2 separate regions of the Rattus norvegicus genome follow, and region 1 is linked to region 2. A link is a contact called in public Hi-C data. All regions are on one chromosome and are shown on one strand. Each heading gives the region's core, a stretch centred on a gene start, on an enhancer-like site or on the middle of the called end of the contact. The rest is flanking DNA. Distances are from core to core; before and after follow the strand shown.

The links. A called contact is a pair of places that touch in the nucleus more often than the background predicts.
Region 1: a Hi-C map of the A7r5 cell line shows a contact between it and region 2, with 5 times the contacts expected there. The contact joins two enhancer-like sites. A contact is called at or near these places in 2 of 12 Hi-C or Micro-C datasets (the A7r5 cell line and frontal cortex).

The regions. Positions count from the first base shown.
Region 1 is chr19:56,489,767-56,492,715 of GRCr8, reverse strand. Znrf1 (zinc and ring finger 1) reads right to left here. Exons shown (of 5, transcript NM_001401080.1): 5 at 1,818-2,734. Among named protein-coding and RNA genes, the nearest start is that of Ldhd, 6.5 kb to the left of the region's middle. Within about 2 kb of position 1,310, at least 33 of the 93 cell types and tissues checked have an H3K27ac peak or open chromatin away from gene starts, as enhancers often do. A contact at or near this core is called in the A7r5 cell line, where this site is marked.
Region 2 is chr19:56,337,165-56,340,059 of GRCr8, reverse strand. Wdr59 (WD repeat domain 59) reads left to right here. Exons shown (of 27, transcript XM_063278659.1): 21 at 176-257. Among named protein-coding and RNA genes, the nearest start is that of Wdr59, 55 kb to the left of the region's middle. Within about 2 kb of position 1,614, at least 16 of the 93 cell types and tissues checked have an H3K27ac peak or open chromatin away from gene starts, as enhancers often do. A contact at or near this core is called in the A7r5 cell line, where this site is marked.

The DNA of each region.
Region 1 (2,949 bases), core at 61-2,560, 150 kb before region 2:
CCTAAGAAGGACATTCTCCTATGAGTTTCAATACTATCAAATGGCTCTTAGATGGGTGGTTTTCAGAAGGGGCTCCTGGAGCTCTCAGAAGGCTTTCTGGGCTCCTAAGAGCAAAAGGGAAGAACCCATCTCTTGGCTCTTCCATAGTTTCTTTCTTCTCAGAAAGGCAGAGTAGGAACACCACAGAATTCTAGAGGGCTGTCTGGATGGATGGTGACACACACACAAGTGCCACCTGGGAAGCCCAGACAAACCTAGTCCCACCCTCACACCAGGCACTGGCAATCTGGGTCCAAACTCAGAGGACGTGACAGCCCGCAAAGGGCTTTGGTGTGCCAGGTGGGGGCAGAAGTCACTGGGGATGGGATGAGCACCAGCCTAGAGAGCCGAGAATAGCACCCAGTGTGGGGCTCAGTGCTGCCCCAACCAACTCAACCACGGGACTCGGCCACAGCACTGGCAGAGCAGCCGGGCTCACACAGCCAAGGTGGGCACACAAAGCCTGTGTCCAGGCCCAGGGGTCAGACAAGGAGATCTCTTTGAGGGCTGGGCCCTGCCCTGCCAGCTCTGCTGGTAGGATTATATATAGAACGGGGAGACACAGTTGCCAGGCAGAAGCTGGAGGTGCTGGGAATAGAACAGTGCCCTTTGCAGTGACAAAGCTACGAGGGAGCCTGGCACATGTGTGCCAGGCCTTTGGGGCAGATCCCCAACACTCACTGAACTGAGCTGCATGACTGTGCCCTGACTTCACATGCAAGGAATCAAATTCAGACGAATGCAGTTACTTGCTCACCATTGTGCCAAGAAGTAAAGTGCTTCAATACAGAGAAGAGCCCAGCTTCTAGCCATTGACAATGCTCACAGTTCAGGTCCTGAGGTCTCTTGACTCTCAGGCTCTTGTCAGAGAGCACCCTTAGTTCTCTGAACTTGCCTACCTGCCTGTGCCCACTGGCCTCCAACAAATGCCCTTGCAGAGCAGTTGCTTCAGGAAGCACAGTCCAAATTTGTGGGCCTGCTGGGACTGGGCCCTGAGACAGCAAGGGGCAGATGTGGAAATGGTCATGGAGAGAGGGCACCATCTCCCCCAAAGCTTTCCTTAGCTGGCTCTGAGGAGGCCCTGAAATGCAGCTCCTGGAACCTCACTAGTAGACAGGTAGGTATGCACTGCTGCCCCCTGCTCTTAGTTCCCTGCCCAGCCCGCAATTTGTCACTTTATGAGGCTGAGTGGCTGCTTCTGGTTCAAGGCCTGTGAGCTGGAAGAGGCCCAAACCAGGGCCTCTTCCTGGGCCTCAGTGAAACATGCCCATGAGTCAGCACTCAGCTGTACAAGGATACACGGAGCAACAGGCAAGCAGAGTGCAGGACCGGGAGCAGAGGCTCTGAAGAATGGGCTGGGCTGGCATCTCCAGGTGCCCGTATCCTTGCAGCCTCTGATGGCTGTAAGATTTTTGCCTCTGAATATCTTTCCAGAAACATTCTATCACAACCAGAGATGACAGTAGACTGACAATCAATCCATGATGCTTAAGAATTTATAAACTTCAAAGACATAGCTGAGCCACTATGGGAGCATCTGACAAGGAGTGGCTAAGCCATTACAGGTGCTAAGAGGGTGTGGGCTGGGGGTGCAGAGAGGGAACTGGTGCTTGCCTTCCAATTTGATTGTGTAACAACACTTCATTAAAATAAAATCACACGGTGCATCTTTTATTACACACTATTTTAATACCATATCAAAACACCTTGACTGACGAAGATAAGCTTTTCTCCTAAGCTTTAAACAATTTTAAAACATCTTTGTAAGGTTTGGGTTGTTTTTTTTTTTTTTTTTGGATTTTAATATATAAATACAGAAACCTGTCCTGCACGGGCTGATGTCATGTGTGAATACCAATGGCTAAAATCTTTTCCGTGTGCCTGAAAACAGGGTTTGTAGTACATAGTCCTTTAGTAAGTTTTAAGTTTTCTCAGAAAAAAATTCACAAGGGCCTAGGAAAAACGTCCAGGCATTTTTTTTTTTCAGTGTATTTGCAACTGTTAAATCCTCTGAAGGGATCAGATCCAGGAGGAAAGGCAGGGAAGACGTGGGGATGGTGGGGAAGTGTCCGTGATGGGCTCTTCATCTTCCTCTTTTTGGCAAGGAAATCAAGATATTGGAAATTTAAGGGGAGAAAAGTGCAAAACCAAGCCAGAAAAATGGGACAGAAGAACAAGAAAACAAAAAACAAATCCCCCAAGGTAGAAAGGTTAGTGATGCAGAGCGCCAACTGGGGTGTTGGGCAAAGGAAGTGACGTGTGCCCACCTGCCCACCCGCCTGCCCACCCACCATCAGAGCGCTGGGGTGAGGGCAAGGCCATGCTTGCTCCTGTCACTGAGTGGGTTTTAGCTGGGCAGCAAACAATAGTCTGTAAACATCACAGGGAAAACACCAGTCGACACGAGACTTTTTATAGAATTTTTTGTTGTTTGTAAACACTTTTTAAAGACAGACCCACAACGCCTTTCAAAGGTGAAAAAGAAAATGCCCTTTCCCTCCTGGGTCGAGGGTGAGGGGAAGGATAGAGGTCAATTCATTCTTCTCTCAGACTCGCTCTCATCCACTGGGTGTCCTCGGGGAGGACCGTTTTCTGGAAGCCAGTGCAGAAGGGTGCCCTGTTCTCTCTGGTGTCCCAAGCTCAGCTCTGTCCAGTGTCCGAGGAGCCTCCTCCCAGGAACAGGGGCTGGCTGTCCCTGTGTGGGTCGGAAGAAGTCAGTCCTGCTCCATCTCGATGAGCGCTGCGCTGCCGCTCCATCTCACCGTGGCAGCAGCGTGTACCCCCTGAGGGCGGGCTGGTCAGCTGGGGCATCTGGTTCAGTCCAGGCAGGCCCATCAGAAGCCAAACATCATGTCGGCAATTTGGACCTGCACTCTGGAGCTGGGGTCCAATCCCTCTGCCTCACTCTCC
Region 2 (2,895 bases), core at 365-2,864:
CCCCCAGGGGGGAACCCACAGCCCTATAGCACCAGATCTAATTAACCCTTCCCTCCCTGTCAGAGGAGGTGTCGTGAGTGACAACCAAAGAGGCACTTTCTAGGCTGTTAAATCAGGAGGAATTCTTGGGAAATTCGAGTAGAAACCTTCTTAGTCTTTTCTGTTTTAATTTCAGATTGAATGTGAACGATACTCAGGAGACGTGTCAGAAGAATGCTACTTCTGCCATGCTTGTTGGAAGGAAGGATCTCGTCCAGGTATTATCATTCCCTGTTGGCGAGGTTCTGGCCTTGACAGCTGTCAGTTAGTGATGCTCATAGCGTGTGCCCCCTATTTGAAGTTTCTTTTTTATTTTCTTTGACAGCCTGTAGGACTCAGCAGCCTCCCTCTCCTCCCTCGTCCCCTGTCCCCTGTCCCCTCTCCTCCTCTTCTTCCTCCTCCCCCTCTTCTTCCTCCTCCTCCTTCCCCTCTCTCTCTCTCTCTCTCTCTCTCTCTCTCTCTCTCTCTTCCTCTCTCTCTCTCTTTCTCTCTCTCCTGGAACTTCTTCTGTAGACCAGGCTGGCCTCTAGCTCAGATCTGCCTGCCTCTGCCTCTTGAGTACTGGGATTATAGGGAAGCCCCACCACTGCCACCTGTGGGTAATTTTTTAAAATTGTGGGAAGATCCTGAAGTGGCTTTTTTTTCTTAAACTTTCTATTTCAATGCCACAGTGATTATTGTCACCTAAATTTGAGGATCTGTACCTTTGTCATTTCACCTCAATTACTTTTTGAAACTTTTAAAAAAATATTTCATAAGGTTTACCAGAATGTATTTCAAGGTAGAGATGTTCAGTTCAGGGGGTTGGAGAGATGGAAAGGTGGCTGGAGCGTTGGCTGCTCTGATAGAAGGCCAATTCCCAGCACTCGTGTGGTGTCTCACATCTCTAACTCCAGTTCCAGGGGATCCAACCCCCTCTTCCGTCCTCCTCTGGCACCAGGCATGTGCATGATATTCATACCCGAAGGCAAAACATTCTTGCTTTTAACATAGTAGTAAATATTTAAATAATAATATATGACATTTATAAGATGTCAGTTTCCTTCATCTCTGTGGTTCTCATGGCTTGTTCTCTTTTATTGAGACTCAGTCTGCACATCACGAGTCTGCCCACTTAAAATGTGATACTTAGTGTATCTAGTGTTGTCAGAGCTCTCATTAGAAACTGCTCAAAGTGTTTTTTATCATCCATAGAAGAAACCATTGTCCTTCAGTCGGTTCTTCCCATCAGTCCTGGGCAACCGCCAACTGCTTCCTGTCTTTCTTTCTCTCTGTTCTCTAGTTGATTGCTAGACTGAGCTTTGGAAGTGACTAGCAGGTCTCCCAGCAGCTCACTGCTTTCCCTCATAACTAAATGAATCAACACTAAGGCCTTTTCTTGATTTTCATTTGATTAAAAACATCCCTAAGATTTCCATTCATCTAGTAATGAATATCACATCATCTCTCCCGGAAACCCTTTAAAGAAAAACTCCCTCATGGATTTAATCTATTTCTGTCAGCCCCACCCACCAGACTGAACACTAAGAAGGCAAAATGAGCTAATAGGAACAGCGTGGAATTTACAGTGGAGGCCAAGGCCAGCTCAGAGTCCTAGAAAACACCCCAGGCAAGTTATCTCAGGCCCTCAGCCTTTGAGGGAGTTTATAGTGTGAGAACCAGAAGAATTTCCTCCATGGGGTTGGTGAGATCAGTGAAGGCTGCTCCATAGCCCCAAAGAACAGAACATTCTCTCAGTAGGGAGTTCTCTCCCTCTTCCTTATTCTCTTCTGCACCTCTCTGCGCGCTCGCTCTCTCTCTCTCTCTCTCTCTCTCTCTCTCTCTCTCTCTCTCTTCTTCCTTCTCTCCACTCCCCTGCTTCCTTTTTCTTTTCCCTCTCCCTAGCTCCTCCCCCTCTCCCCCAGTGCTTTTCTGACAGAATTGGTATAGAAAGCTAGACCAGTCTCAGTGATGGGGAGACTCTTGTCTTCAGGCACCCCCTGCTTGACTTCTGGGCCCTAGCACTTTTTCTGTGTGTGATCCCCAGCAAGCTGCTCAGGCTTTCTGAGCCTCAGAGTCCCTGCTATAAAATAAACAGTGCAATACTTCTGACTTCATTAGATAATAAAAGAAGTAAACTTTGTGACTTCTAGCCGTCTGATCACTGGAAATGCCTGCTTTCTGTATTGTATATTTCCACAGCTGTTCAGCGATTGTTGTTCATAACTTGATGTTTAAAGACAGAAATTACCCGAGCGACAATGAGTGCTCCAAGAATTTTATTGTTTTTCTTCCTGCCTTTGATAAAGATATGCTTCCTGTTTTGTGTCCCTCACATTTACCAGAGAAACAAATGCAAGGGCGCCCTTCTGTGGAAACCCTTTAGGAAATGTGCATTATGGAGGGAGACACTAACACAACTCAATCGTCAGCCACGGCAGAACATCTGTCCTGCTGTCTCTCCTTGGAGAGAGACTTGTACGTCGCTTTCAGCATGTTGCCGTCACGCTAGTATTTTACACATCTAATGTTTGCCTTCTGGCATTTGTATTTACTTGCTCATCTCAAATTATAGACTTGATTCAAAGTTCGTGTCTTCTTCCTTTTGGGTTTAGAGTGGTGTATTCCAATGACTGTATTGCTTTTCCTGAGCCAAACAAAACAGAAGAGATTTTCCAAAAGTAATATTCAATTTTCTGAAGGGTCTCAAGGGGTTGGGGCTCTTTCTGATGGGTAGTGAAGGCCTTGGGCTTAATAGACATTTAATGGACATTAGTGTGGTGATTCTAAGCCCCATAAGGTTTGAGGCCTGGGTGACTATCAGACTTCATGTCAACATAAACAAAGCCAAGGTTGTTTAGTTCTTGGCCTGTTCTT